Linked DNA regions of Mus musculus: region 2 is linked to region 1. The links are chromatin contacts, called in public promoter capture Hi-C maps. All regions are on one chromosome and are shown on one strand. The core of a region is the stretch at or near the end of the contact, and the rest is flanking DNA. Distances in the headings are between cores, read along the strand shown. Region 1 has its middle 14 kb from the start of Gm34700. Region 2 overlaps Usp12 (ubiquitin specific peptidase 12).

Evidence for each region. Capture Hi-C pulls out chosen DNA fragments and counts their contacts.
Region 2: a promoter capture Hi-C map of liver shows a contact between it and region 1, with 1.7 times the contacts expected there. The contact joins two enhancer-like sites. A contact is called at or near these places in 2 of 484 Hi-C or Micro-C datasets (nephron progenitors and pancreatic cancer cells), 1 of 115 datasets of contacts at active chromatin or transcription factors (embryonic stem cells) and 2 of 9 other capture datasets (adipose tissue and liver).

Annotation. Positions count from the first base shown.
Region 1 is chr5:146,683,426-146,689,983 of GRCm38.p6, forward strand. No RefSeq gene overlaps it. Among named protein-coding and RNA genes, the nearest start is that of Gm34700, 14 kb to the right of the region's middle. Within about 2 kb of position 4,651, at least 55 of the 459 cell types and tissues checked have an H3K27ac peak or open chromatin away from gene starts, as enhancers often do. A contact at or near this core is called in liver and pancreatic cancer cells, where this site is marked.
Region 2 is chr5:146,753,652-146,760,260 of GRCm38.p6, forward strand. It overlaps Usp12 (ubiquitin specific peptidase 12), which reads right to left. Exons shown (of 9, transcript NM_011669.3): 4 at 719-948. Among named protein-coding and RNA genes, the nearest start is that of Usp12, 38 kb to the right of the region's middle. Within about 2 kb of position 3,915, at least 50 of the 459 cell types and tissues checked have an H3K27ac peak or open chromatin away from gene starts, as enhancers often do. A contact at or near this core is called in liver and pancreatic cancer cells, where this site is marked.

The sequences.
Region 1 (6,558 bases), core at 3,401-5,900:
CCTGCTAGAAATCCTCAGCATGAAGGCCACAACTAAGGACACTAGGCAGGAGCAAGAGCAAGGGTGACCCAGGCATGGGTCCCGAAGAAATAGCCATGTAATGCCCCAGAGTGAACAGATATCTCAGACCTGCGTGTAGAAGGGGGGAGACGAGGGAGGTGTCTGCCACGGCTCCATGAACTATAACTTAAGTCTCTAAATGGGACATGAGGGACGCTCTCTGGACTGAGAAGAACCAGACAAGTGTTTTAACCATCTGGGACTTTCCTTGGTTGGCTTCTCTGGGAAAGCATCAACAGCTGAGCTGCGGGACACAGGAGGTCTCGGCAGCAGATGGAGCAAGTCAGAAAGCTGTGTGTGCAGAGGGGAAAAGCTAGACCAGCCCTGGGAAACACAAGCCACTCTTGAGCAGGGAAGGCTAGCCTGTCAGGCAACGAATGGGTGAAACAATGTGTGGTGTCCCCAGAGGCACAGAAAGACAAACAGCACACTGGAGGACAGAGCTGGGGGGGGGGGGTGGCGTGTACAGGATGCAGATGGGTACGCGCCTTCGATTAGAACTTTTCATTAGAGATAATAAAGAGCAGGAGAATGGGGGACGGGCGTGCAGATTTGAGGTCTTGCCCACCCCATCCATCCCCAGCCCCAGTCAACTGCATTTAAGTAGTGAAAAAAGAAAGCCTCCAGAAGCCGAATGACTGACAGCAGCCTAGCCAAGCAACTCCCCTGAACAGAAAGACTGTCTCTCCCACATATCCCCAGGCTAGCCAGTGTTTCCTGTAGCATCTTCCTCTGCTAGGCCTCCCCTCTCCCTCTCCCTCTCCCTCTCCCTCTCCCTCTCCCTCTCCCTCTCCCTCTCCCTCTCCCTCTCCCTCTCCCTCTCCCTCTCCCTCTCCCTCTCCCTCTCCCTCTCCCTCTCCCTCTTCACACTTTGCCTAGCTGCTTAACATACAGTAAATCTTTAGAAATCCTTGCACATCTGTCCCTGGTCTGGTTTCTATGTCAATTTTCCTGGGTTGGAGCCGGGCTCACTTGTAAAACACCTTTCCCAGCATTCACTGGGTACCTGGGATGTGGAACAGGAAGGATGGATGCTATAGAACTGAGAGCTGCAGGCTCACTCACTCCCCCAGCTGGTCCTGCCTGGTGCCACATCTCCATGCCAGGTAAAGGGGGCTCCATGGACAGGAGGAGTAAGGGCTCCATGTCACTGGAGTAAGGGCTTCTAACTAGAAATGGAAGTATAGACAGGGCTCAGCTGTCGCTGGGTAATGAGGGCACACAGCCAGCATGCTGTGTCTAAAATGTCCTTAAGTGCTGGTTGTAAATATTGGTCAATAGTGGTTTGCCCAAAAGCCATTAAAGTAAGACGAGGAGGGGGGAGGGAGGTAGCATCTTTTAAGATATATGATGCTTTTAACTAAAAGGCATAGAGTGGCTCATCCCTGAAGAACACCCAGTTAGAGTTGTGCTAGCACGCAAGGGAGCAGCATTCGTCAGGCAACCCCAATGGAATGAGCTTTTTTCTGCCCACTACCATCTCTGGGCATGCCAGGGAAGGCCAGATGGGAGTCAAATGGATCAAAAGCTCTGAGGACAGTCGTCTTCATAGCACAGATAATGCACAGACTCCTGCTCTCCAGGACAGGAAGTCACGAAACATCTTCCTTAAGTCAAAAATCTCTGAGGTGAGATGGCCAGAAGCACACCCGGGCCTGGGAAGAAGAAGGATAGCACTTGCCTGGGGTGCATCAGCCCTGAATTTTGTCCTCAGTACCGTCACACAGACTCTGCCAACTACCCTGATCACCAGCTGTCTGCCACACTCAACACCTTGAATATCCAACTTGGAGGCCCAGATTTTCACCGGTAAATATCGAGGACCACAAAACTGCAAGGGCTAGACTCTGCAGCGACTGCTGCTATCCCCGGCATCTTTGATCACTTATGCTCAGAATGAATTGCTGGAAAGCCTTAGGAGTTTCTGATGTGCACGGCCTCTTTGGTGGGGTAAAGCTTGGATTTCACCCAAAGGTTGTCAGTCCCTGCTTCTTCTCATCCAGTCTTACATTTTGACCGAGGTCTTTCTCTTGTACAGTCTCTCGGCTTTCACGATTACGAACCAGACAAGAAATGGGTGCAGTTTGTCATCTGTGTTCTACAGACAGAGGTCGGCAATGACGAAGGTTTCAGAGCACGGCTGGCCAGGGCACGGGATCTAGCCTGCATCTCTTCGGAGCACTGCCCCCAGCTGTGGGCCTAACTGCTTCAGACGCTCAGAAGGAGTGAACGAAGTGGGAGCTAGGTCAAGGACAGCGAGGAGAGTGACCCTGGGTGCTGCTTATACCACCTGTCCCATGGTTATCACAGGAGACAGATAGGCGTCAGTTAGCTTTCCATCACTGTGACAAGCGTGCAGAGATAAATGTCTTCTAAGGAGGGACGCTTTGATTTGGCTCTTGGTTCAGGCTGCCGTCTTGCTTTCTTGCTTTGGGCCTGTGGCAGCACGTGGCAGATCATGGTGGGGGCACACAGCAGAGGAAGCCGTTTGCCCCTTTATGGCCAAGATGCAATCTCACGGGGAGGTCAGAGTCCCAGTGGTCCTTTCAAGGACCCTGTCACACTCCCTGTCACCTAACCTCCTTCTAGTAGGCCTTACCTCCTCAAAGCTCTCTACCTCCCATTAATCCCATGGGCTGAGACCAAGCCTCCAACATGTCAACCATCAGAGGATATTCGGAACCAAAGCTGTAGCAATATACTGGGATAAAAGGATAAAAAGACTCCAGCTTAAGACCTCCAGGCCAAAGCCAAGCACCACAAGGTTACGGCTGGATCCTCTCTGCACACAAGCTGGAGCTAGGCAGGCGCTCCGGGCACATCCGCCTCCACAGGCTCGACCATGTCTCTCCTCTGCTGTCTCCCACCTCACCCAGACACTTCAGAGCTCATGGCTCGGTCCCAGCTGGACAGACAGACAGACAGACAGACAGGCTTCCTATTTGTTTAAATGTCTGGACATTGGATATTTCCAAATGGCATACTCTTAGTGACTTTAGTGTAAGGAACCCAAAGACCTACTACATATGAGCAAACCAAGCTTGATGGGACACGTTCCCTTAAAAAGGAAGGAAGCCAGGGCTTGTGTCACCTCAAGAGTGAAGCTGGAAGACACACATATAAAAGTTAAATAAGACCATGACCAAAGGACAAAGCTTTGAGAATTCTGCTTCTGTGAGATCCTTAGAGCAGTCAGTCTGGAGACAGACGGGAAGTAGAATGGAGGCTTCCGGGACCTAGAGGAGTGGGGAACGGGGAGCAACTGTTTAAGAAGTGCAGTCTCCATCCTGCAAAATGAAAACCGTTCTAGACAGGGCCGCCGGTGACGGCTCTGTAGCCGTGTGAATGTAATAATGCTGACAGCGTGCATTTAACAGTTAAGATGGGAAGCCTTGCCTTATATGTACTTCGTGATTGATTATTTTTCAAGTTTGGTTGTAAAGCCCAGGCACCTTTAGACAAATCGAGCTGCCTCCAAGAGAAGACGGCATCAGGCTTTGTCCATGGCCAGGGGATGCCTGGCCTTTCCACACAGCCCCTGCCCATGAGCTGCTGCTCCTGCCCAAAGCGAGAGCACCCACCTGCTCCCCGAGCCCTGATCTCACCGCTTGTATCTGCCTAGAAAGGGACTTCCCAAGAGGTCACTGGCCACCTGTGGTCAGAGGTGGCCCTGCATGCTTGGGTCTCTCCCAACCGGTGGTAAATGCACGCAGCAAGATCCACACTCTGCGTTCTTTCTGCATACCATGCTGCTCCCGCAGAGACCGCACACACTTGGTGCTTAATAGATAGTCGAGGAAGAGAAATGCGAAAGGAGGCAGGGGAGGGTGAGAAAGGGAGATGGAGGGATGGGAGGGAGATGCGCCAACGTGGGTCAGAACTCACCTCCGCTTTATGGGTACAGATAGGGCCTCAGGATGAACGGGCAGCGGGCCATTCCCGCGGGGCTCAATTTCTCCCTCCCCTGTCTCACTCCCCAGAATTTTGGAAGTGACGGTACTCATATCCTCAGGAGGGCTGCTCAATGTGAGTGGCATCGGGGCCCATGACGAAAGCCACTCACCCCACCCCCACCCCCACCCCCAACCCCACCCCCACCCCTACCCCCACACGCTGTTGCTTTTTGCTGCCCTAGAACAAGAAACACAGAATATTCAATTCCTGAGCAGGCTTCGCACATCCAGGGTGCTACCCATTAGCTCACACCACCTGGGCACCCTATCCTCCCTTGGCCTCCTGGACCTCCCTGGCTCCCTCAGCCCCCGGGGCCCCGTATTATCCACACAATCTGTTCCCGGGTGATAATGAAACTCTCAGGTCAGGAAGAGGGAAGCTTTGTGACCCTCCTGTCGGGAGGAGGGGGTCTCTTTGCTTGTCGGACCCTGGTATTTGCTCACCTGACATTTCAATTTTGTGACAAGGTGACATGCAAAGGGGAGAGGGCACATTTTTTTGGCAGGAGAGGTAATTTATTAGACATCCACTCGCCAGCTATAAACATCTCCTTTCGGTTTGCTATTGCAGTCCCGGCCTGCCACAGGGCTGATCCCTGGTTAATGCATAACTTGGTGAGTGCCACTCTCAGGGCAGGCAAGCCTCATGCCCCCAGCTCCTCACTTCCTCCTCCACCTGACCTGACAACGGGGCCATGTCACCCTCTGCTTGCAAAGAGGCGGGCCTGAAGCTGGAGTCCCACACCGGTTGACCCAGAGTGACATGAGGTCACGCTTACTGAGTGCAGTAGGCTAGGCTTCGAGTTTTCCACCCGTGTGGGATGGCTGTGACGGCCACCTTAACACAAAAGCAGCTGCTGCACCCTGGGGATGAACCTTCTGTTTTCTGACATCCTCCCTGTGGCTTCAAATAATCAAGGACGGGGAGGAACACGCTGCAACTGCGGTGCTCTGGGGTGAGATGGAAAACAAACACGCAGGGCTAGAACCGGTGTACACGCGCCTTTAATCCCAGCACTCCAAAGGCAGAGGGAAGGCAAAACTCTGTGAGTTCAAGGCCAGCCTGTCGACATAGAGTTCCAGGACAGCCAGAGCTACGAGATTCTATCTCAAAATAAATGAAAGAAGAAAGAAAAAGCAGGTCACTTACCAATGGAACTGACTGAAGTATCCCCAAATATCCAAAGTAAACTTGGTGGCCGAAGGGAGACTTCTAGAAAACCTTAGAACGTAACACAAATATAGAGAAGCATGTTTGGTTGCAACTTGATAAATTCCCATGAAGCAAGTCTGCCTACCTAACTTGAACAAATTCAAAACAGAGCTTGGCCAGTTAGTTGGGACTAACCCCAGGTACCCCAAGTCAGAGTGACCCTCATCCTGGCCACCATCAAAGGTCTCCGTTTCCTGAATGTTCTATTGCATCTGGCTTCTCTCAGCATCCTGGTACCTATGGTTGAAGTCCACTCCTTCCATTAGTTTATTTCCCTGGGGAATATAGGTTGTGTATAGCTTTGGCCAGCATGTCAAAAACGCAGGTTCTGGGTGAGGCTGGAGAGATGGTTCGGTGAGTAAGCACAGGCTGGCGGCTCTCCCGGCAGACCCCAGTTCGAATTCCAGCACCTACCTGGTAGCTCACAATTGTCAATAACTCCACTTCCAGAGGATCAAGTGCCCTCTTCTGGTCTCTGCAGGCAGGCACCAGACACGCACATGGTATACTGACATATATACAGGCAAAACACTCATACACGTAAAATTAAAAATTTAAAATGCAGGTTAGAAGAAGGGACATCCTTGGGTTTTGATATCTGGTTTGATAGCTGGGTGATACTGGAGCCAATATCCTGCAGATATCTAGAAATGCCTGTGATGTTTTCACTTTACAAAGACAGCAGGGGCCTCTGTGGAGCCTTTTGTGAGGTGGGAAGGTCTTAGGATGTAGCCCAGTTTGATATGCACCTGTCACATAGGGAATCTTGCTTTGGGTTTCCTGGTCTGATGTTTGGTGTTGGGCTGAACCCAGAAACAATAGGGAACTTGCAAAAAGGAATTTGTGTTGGGGACGGATGGAGATAGGTGAGACTGAATGAGGGCCAGGTCCACAGGACACTTTTCTGAGTTAGCCAGCCCAGAGTCGGAGAAGGGAATGTCTGTGTGAGATTGACTTTCACCTAATGTAAGCAGAGATAAATGGAGAGAGACTCTTACAAAAACAACCCAAGTCTCAACCGCGGGTCATAAACACACCTTGGACACTGGGGCTCTGTGTGCAGATGACATGGGATGTAGTGGGAAGAGTGGGGGCCAGGAGAGCGCCCACCACACAGCCTAGTGGCCTGCCTTCTCGTGTTCAAAGGCCACATAAAAATGCTGGAGGTGGTGTGTGTGGGCAACACCAGCGCTCTGATAGCCAGATGGGAGGCAGAGACAGGAGGACCCCGAAGCTGGAGCTCAGAGCCAGCTAGCCTGGGCCACAGCGCAGTGGCAAACAGCAAAGAAGCCTTCCCCCATCCCCAAACTACGTGGAAACCAAGGACTGCCT
Region 2 (6,609 bases), core at 2,665-5,164, 69 kb after region 1:
CTCTGCCTGCACCATGTCTGCCTAGATGCTGCCATGCTCCAGCCTTGATGATAATGGACTGAACCACTGACCTGTAAGCCAGCACAAATATATGTTGGTCATGTATCTGTTCACAGCAGTCATTTGCCACACTGCTGTCATTAACAGCGCATATAGAGGACGGTGACCTTGTAGGATTATTACGGGACTAAGAAGTCCTCACCACCTAGCAACACTGTGGCCACGTCATTGCGCACAGTGCATAGCGCAGGCACTGGATGTGCTATCAACCAGCCTACTGTGCTGCTGCTTGTCACCCGAGGTGAGCAATTACGGTTAACTAACGTCAGTTACACGCTTCTCCACAATGGGTTTCTGCTTCCGACTCCATTTCGCATCCCTTTATCTTAGCAAAGACTCAGAAGAGACGAGTACTGTGTAATATGGTGGCAGCACACAGCCCTGTGCTGAGCATGTCCTTTGACGATATTCAAACTCAGCATGGAGGGACCGCATTGGCTCGGTACCTATCCCTGAGGTGAAGACTCAGAGCTGTGCTTCCATGACCCTGTGTCGTCTAACCTACGTGGTTCTAAAGCCTCTGAAACTATAACAACAGCAGCGTGACGCAGACTGTAGCGAGCATCCTGGCATCCCCATGAAAAGCACGCAGCACCCGACAGGGCTACACAAAAGCACGGGCAGGACTTCAGACGGACAGCTATGCGGATGGACTTACAGTTTCACAAGTAAGACACCTGGTTTCATTAGTTAATGTTCCCTGAAAGATCTCGTGGACCCAGGTTGGGTCTGGTGTGCTGTTGTTATCCTCGTTGTCCACGTCTCCGTTCCGTAATCGGCCATTTTGCTTCTCCTGTTTTCTTTCTTCTTGTAGAATATCAGCAATTGTATTGAGTAGGTAATTTAAGAATTCATGGGCATCTTGTTGCATGTAGTTGTCAAACAGCTCTAAAAATAAAACAGGAAAATGAGTGTGTAGTATAAAATCTGGTATTTTATCAGAACTAGAAGCACATACTAATTCTAGACAACGTACAGGAGAACAGACAACTACGGCATCTGAACTTCTGACTGATGCAGAGGGAAAGAAGGTAAGGGGAATGATGGCTCCATGCCGGCTGGGGGAGGCAGGCAGCAGCTGATCTTCACCACCTGGGTCCTTCCACAACCGCTTCAGTAGAGGCAAGCCTGTCAGAAGGAGCCGACACGGCTTACTAACGGCTTACTAACGAGGCTGAGCAAACTCTGAGAGCCCGCTTACGAAAGGAAAAGACCGGGCAGGCCACGCGCTCCAGAGTCTGATTTAGCAGGAGAGGACTGAGGCTTTTCAAGACTCCCCCAGCTGACAGTCATGCAGTCAGGTGTGGATCTGCCATCAAGAATTTTCCACTCAGGTCACATGATCACTACAGTCCACTCCGATTCTGAACTCCAAGAACGTCCTTCCCAGCAGCCATGGACAGATATGGCACAAACACTGGCTACTCCTTGAATCCCCTAGGTGCACGTGAGTTCTCTTCGGTCAGTAGGCTCAGGCCCTACTTTGTATAGTACCTGGGGACTTTATTTTACAAGGGCTGAAAAAGTAAAGTCTTCCTGCCAGGAAAAACGAAGCAAATAAAATAAAATACGCCTCCCCCAACCCCAACTTCGAGCCCACTAACTGAAAAGAGCTGCAGTAGTAAACTTTGCTTTTACATCCTCAATCACTGTGAGGAAACCCACAACTGTCTCTTTTAAAGCAAACACAGGGTGGGAATGTAGCTCAGTGGTAGAGCACTTGCATCCTGAGACCCTAGGTCAACTCCTAGCGCCTCACTACACACACACACACACACACACACACACACACATGCACGCACGCACGCACGCACGCACGCACGCACGCGCACGCCAACACACAACAACAACAACATACATCTTTAGAAAAAAAGGAGGGAATGTCTAAAACAGAAACTACGAAATGCTGTTTTTAAAGAGCTACAGATGAACAGTCAGCTCCATGCATTAGGTCATTTCCAAAGCCAGGGCCTTTACAACATTCCCTTGGCGAGTGTGGCTGTTGGATCAAGACTGTCTGAAGCTGCAGGCAGTGTCATTCACCTGAGACGCAGTTCTCAGTCACCACCAGGCACCCGGCACGTGCAGCTGCAACAGATTCTGAGCACTGAGAACACAGAACTGTAAGCTCAGAGGCCCCCACGGCTACACTGGCCCCCACGGCTGCACTGGCTCCCACGGCTACTGTTGATGATGATGCTAGGGAACACTGGCTTCACAGACAGCATGAATAGAAGACAGAGTAAAAGAAGAGTACACACTACGTATCAGTCACCCATGTGTGCTACAACTAACATAAGACCAACTCCTAAGCCTTTGCAAAGGTAGAAGAAAACCAACTAGAAAACTGGCAAAGGAAATGAACAGGTGACACAGACTAAAAATTCAGATACTTAGCAATACTTAACTAACTGGGAGACGAAAACTAAAACAGGGCAAGCACGATTTTGGCCATCACTTTGCCAGTGTGAGAACATGCCTTACTTGGCATGAGTGGAAAGGGTCACTCGTCAACACTGGCGCTAGGGCAATAGTGGAATGGCAGGCATGCGCTGAAGGGCAGTCTGCATGGGGGTTCTAACAAAATGCCGTCTAGCGCTCAAGAGTGCAGCCAGGTGAATGTGGTCGCACAAGGAAACAGAAGTCTGGAGATATCCTAGATGCTTCTGAAAACAATGGGTCAAGTTTAAGCCATGCTATGGCTCTGCTATGGTCGTGAGGGAACAGCTCTCCGTGAACACGGGGCATGGCTACATTTCCAAAACACTCAGTAGGAAGGAAGCGGAGCATGTACGGCTCCATCAAACCCGACCTGCACTTTCTCTGTGGACATGATTAAGTGCATATAGAAAGCGCTGCTAAGATCCAGCTGGTCCTCGGGAGCGTCTAGTTTCTCTGTGGATTCTCAGACCACACAGCATATTGATTATCCACTCAACAATGAAGTGCAGCGTGTTGTGCAAGCCTCCCCACCCCGCTCTCCACCTGCGTGCTGCATACCCTTCCCATCCGGCTGCTTCTTAAGCCCTTTCAGTGTTTTCCTTCCTTTCTCACAGGGTCTCACTCCATGACTCAGGCTGGTCTGTATCTCATAGCAATCCCCATGCTTCAGTCACCAGTGCTGCGACTCTAGGTGGGAGCCACCACTCCTGTGCCTCAGCCTGCCCCATTTCCACCACAACTTACCCAGTGTTAGGTGGCTCCCCTGACTTGGCCCACAAGGTCTCCCTGGATTCTATACTGAGAATAACAAGTTTGTCTTGTAGATCTGAGTCTTTCTACCTCCTGTACTGCAGGGTAAATTCCCACAAACCCTGCCCAACTCGTTCCTGCCCAGCTTTCGCACACTCAAACCCATTCTGCACATTTCAATCTCAAACCAATGCAGTAATAATGCAGCTGGAGTGGCCCTTCACCCCTGCCTGCTGGATTCCAGGCCCCGAAAGCCCCGTGAGACGTATAAGAGCCCAAAGCCCACGAGTCCCAAGGCTGCAACATGCCCTAGTCCAAACAGACTTAACATCAATTTGATCTTTAGCTCTCTATACTTGCATGCTGTGATTTGCCCATCAGGGACAGTTGATCCAAAGCACTGTGGCCCACTTCCCATTCCTACAAGCAAGAGCACTGCAGGCCACCCACCCCTGCACTGAGTGTATGCTGCTGACCACTCCACAAACCCTCTCATGGTTCCACCTGAAGCCATGCAAATCACACTACAAGCTCTAGGCGGCTCTAAAGGTGAGATAGCGGAAGTCAATGACCTTTAACCTTTGCTCTCAGTGTGGCAAACCCTCTCTGAGGCACTACTTCCTAATGCTGGGGCTCCTCCTCCATGTCCACCCTCCCCGCTGCTTCTGGGCGTTGTCTCTCACCTACCTCTGACTTTCCAGCCTGCAGCTGCCACTTCTAACTTACTTCATGCTTGCTTGAGTATCAGAGCCCGCCAAAGGAAAAGCATAAAGATCTATCCATACAGAGAGCCACCACCCTTTCACTGACTAAATGCCAGCTTCTCCCAACTCACTGGTGGCCTGACTCACAGACCACCCCAATATCCACGGCAACCTTAATATCTCAGTGTCAAGGTCACTTCCTTGAATGAACCTCTTTTTCTTTAAATACAAAAACAGCAAAACAAAACAAGAGACAGCTTTTCACTTGCTCACTAGTGTTAAGAACCAGAAGAATGATAAAAAGACATTAGAAAATCAGAATGGCCTGGGTGATGCCTCTTACCTGTGACCTTGACACTGGAGGCTGAGACACATTGAGTTTGTTTAGTTTGATGTCAAGCTGAGTTACAGAGTTCAAGGCTCGTGTAGGCTTCAGAGGAGATGCAAGGGAGAGGGAAGGCAGGGTGAGGAAGTGAAGGGAGGCAGGAAGTCTTTCTAAGAATAGCTGGGAACCTAGTTACCAGCTTCGATGATTACCTCATGGCAGTGGGCAGCACACACTGGATCAACGCCACCATCTCTAACACTGTAATCTTCCCTTAAAAGCCACTTTCACGTATATGCACGTTCTTTCAAAACAACTGCTATGCTTATTCTTCAAAGATGCAAACGAGTTTTTAATGAAAATCTTCTTGGGGAGGAGAAAGGAGTGAGTAGTCCACGTACCAGTGGCTTCAGATCCCTGAAAAATGCCCTACCTTGAACTTTAGAACTGATACAGGAGGCAGGGCAGCAGCCCCATGTCTTCAGTAAATGTTATGCTCAGTATACCAGCATCTTGCAACCCCCGGACAGACGATGGCTACTTACAGTTTAAAGGGATCAGCAGGATTATACAAATATCAACTCACAGCCAGAGGGAAGAGCTGAAGGGTTGCACTGTACTGCTTACAATGGCCACGTTTTCTTCCTAATACAGAAATAGCTAGAGCTTTCATAAGAAAGCAGTGTGCTGTTCTTAGGTGAAACAGAACTGGATAAAGTAAACATGAGAATTATACTCAAATCTTTCTAACAGGTGTCATTTACAAACGTCTGGCGTGTGCTCCTTTGCAGCACGCCCAGGCTTACACGCACGGATTTATGTTTTCAGTGACACATGACTTTGTCATCACTCCACTCTTCACATTCAGATCCCGTCAGAACCAGACCCTTCCTTAGTCAGCACAGCTGCATTGCTAGCACAGCAGGGGTGGCGGCAGGGACCCAGGATGTGATTAATGTTTTTTGAATGAATGAATGAATGAACAAATAAATGAATGAACAACTGAACAAAAACAGGTGTTCAAACAGCTATGAAATGTGCAAAAAGATGTGGCTCATAACAACGTGAAAAAATGCATACACGCATACATACATATATGCCATATCTAGTATACAGGCTAAGGTTTATAAAGTCAGACAGAGCTCAAAGCCACTGATATGGCTCAAGGCCACCTTAAGGTCTGAGAACTGCTCAGCTGACAGTGAGCACTGACAGTCACCTCACTCACCTGTGTGGCATTTCCTCCATGGTAAAATGGCGCCTACAGGAAGCAGCACTGGCTAGAGGGGCTCACAGCGTCCCTGAGGACTGCAGCAGCCCTGCCTTACCCTTCAATGCTGTTCTCACCATCCAATACCCATCCATGCATGGGGCTCCTGTCCCAATGACACCTACAGCCCCTGACAGCTTCCCAGACTCCGTAACTGTTCTGTTCCGGCTGGCCACCCTCCAGTGCACCTCACAGCACTCTCCAGCACTCTCTGCTTCCATCCCACTTACCTAGGCTGCCAGGCGGCCTCTAATCTCACCTGATCAAAAAACCTAGGATAGCAAAAACTCTTCTCAAGGATAAAAGAACCTCTGGTGGAATCACCATGCCGGACCTAAAGCTGTACTACAGAGCAATTGTGATAAAAACTGCATGGTATTGGTATAGTGACAGACAAGTAGACCAATGGAACAGAATTGAAGACCCAGAGATGAACCCACACACCTATGGTCACTTGATCTTTGACAAGGGAGCTAAAACCATCCAGTGGAAAAAAGACAGCATTTTCAACAAATGGTGCTGGCACAATTGGCAGTTATCATGTAGAAAAATGCGAATTGATCCCTTTCTATCTCCTTGTACTAAGGTCAAATCTAAGTAGATTAAGGAACTCCACATAAAACCAGAGACACTGAAACTTATAGAGGAGAAAGTAGGGAAAAGCCTCGAAAATATGGGTACAGGGGAAAAATTCCTGAATAGAACAGCAATGGCCTGTGCTGTAAGATCGAGAATCGATAAATGGGACCTCATAAAATTGCAAAGCTTCTGCAAGGCAAAAGACACCGTCAATAAGACAAAATGACCACCAACAGATTGGGAAAGGATCTTTACCTATCCCAAATCGGATAGGGGACTAATATCCAACATATATAAAGAACTCAAGAAGGTGGACTCCAGAAAATCAAATAACCCCATTAAAAAAAGAGTGTCCCTACACCCACACTAGATGGCTGCTCACACTTCCATGCTACCTCTGCTTGTTTCTCCTTCCTAGTAAAGTCACACCACATACACACAGAGTTGTGGGCACTCGCCCTCCCCTGTGGAGGGTCAGG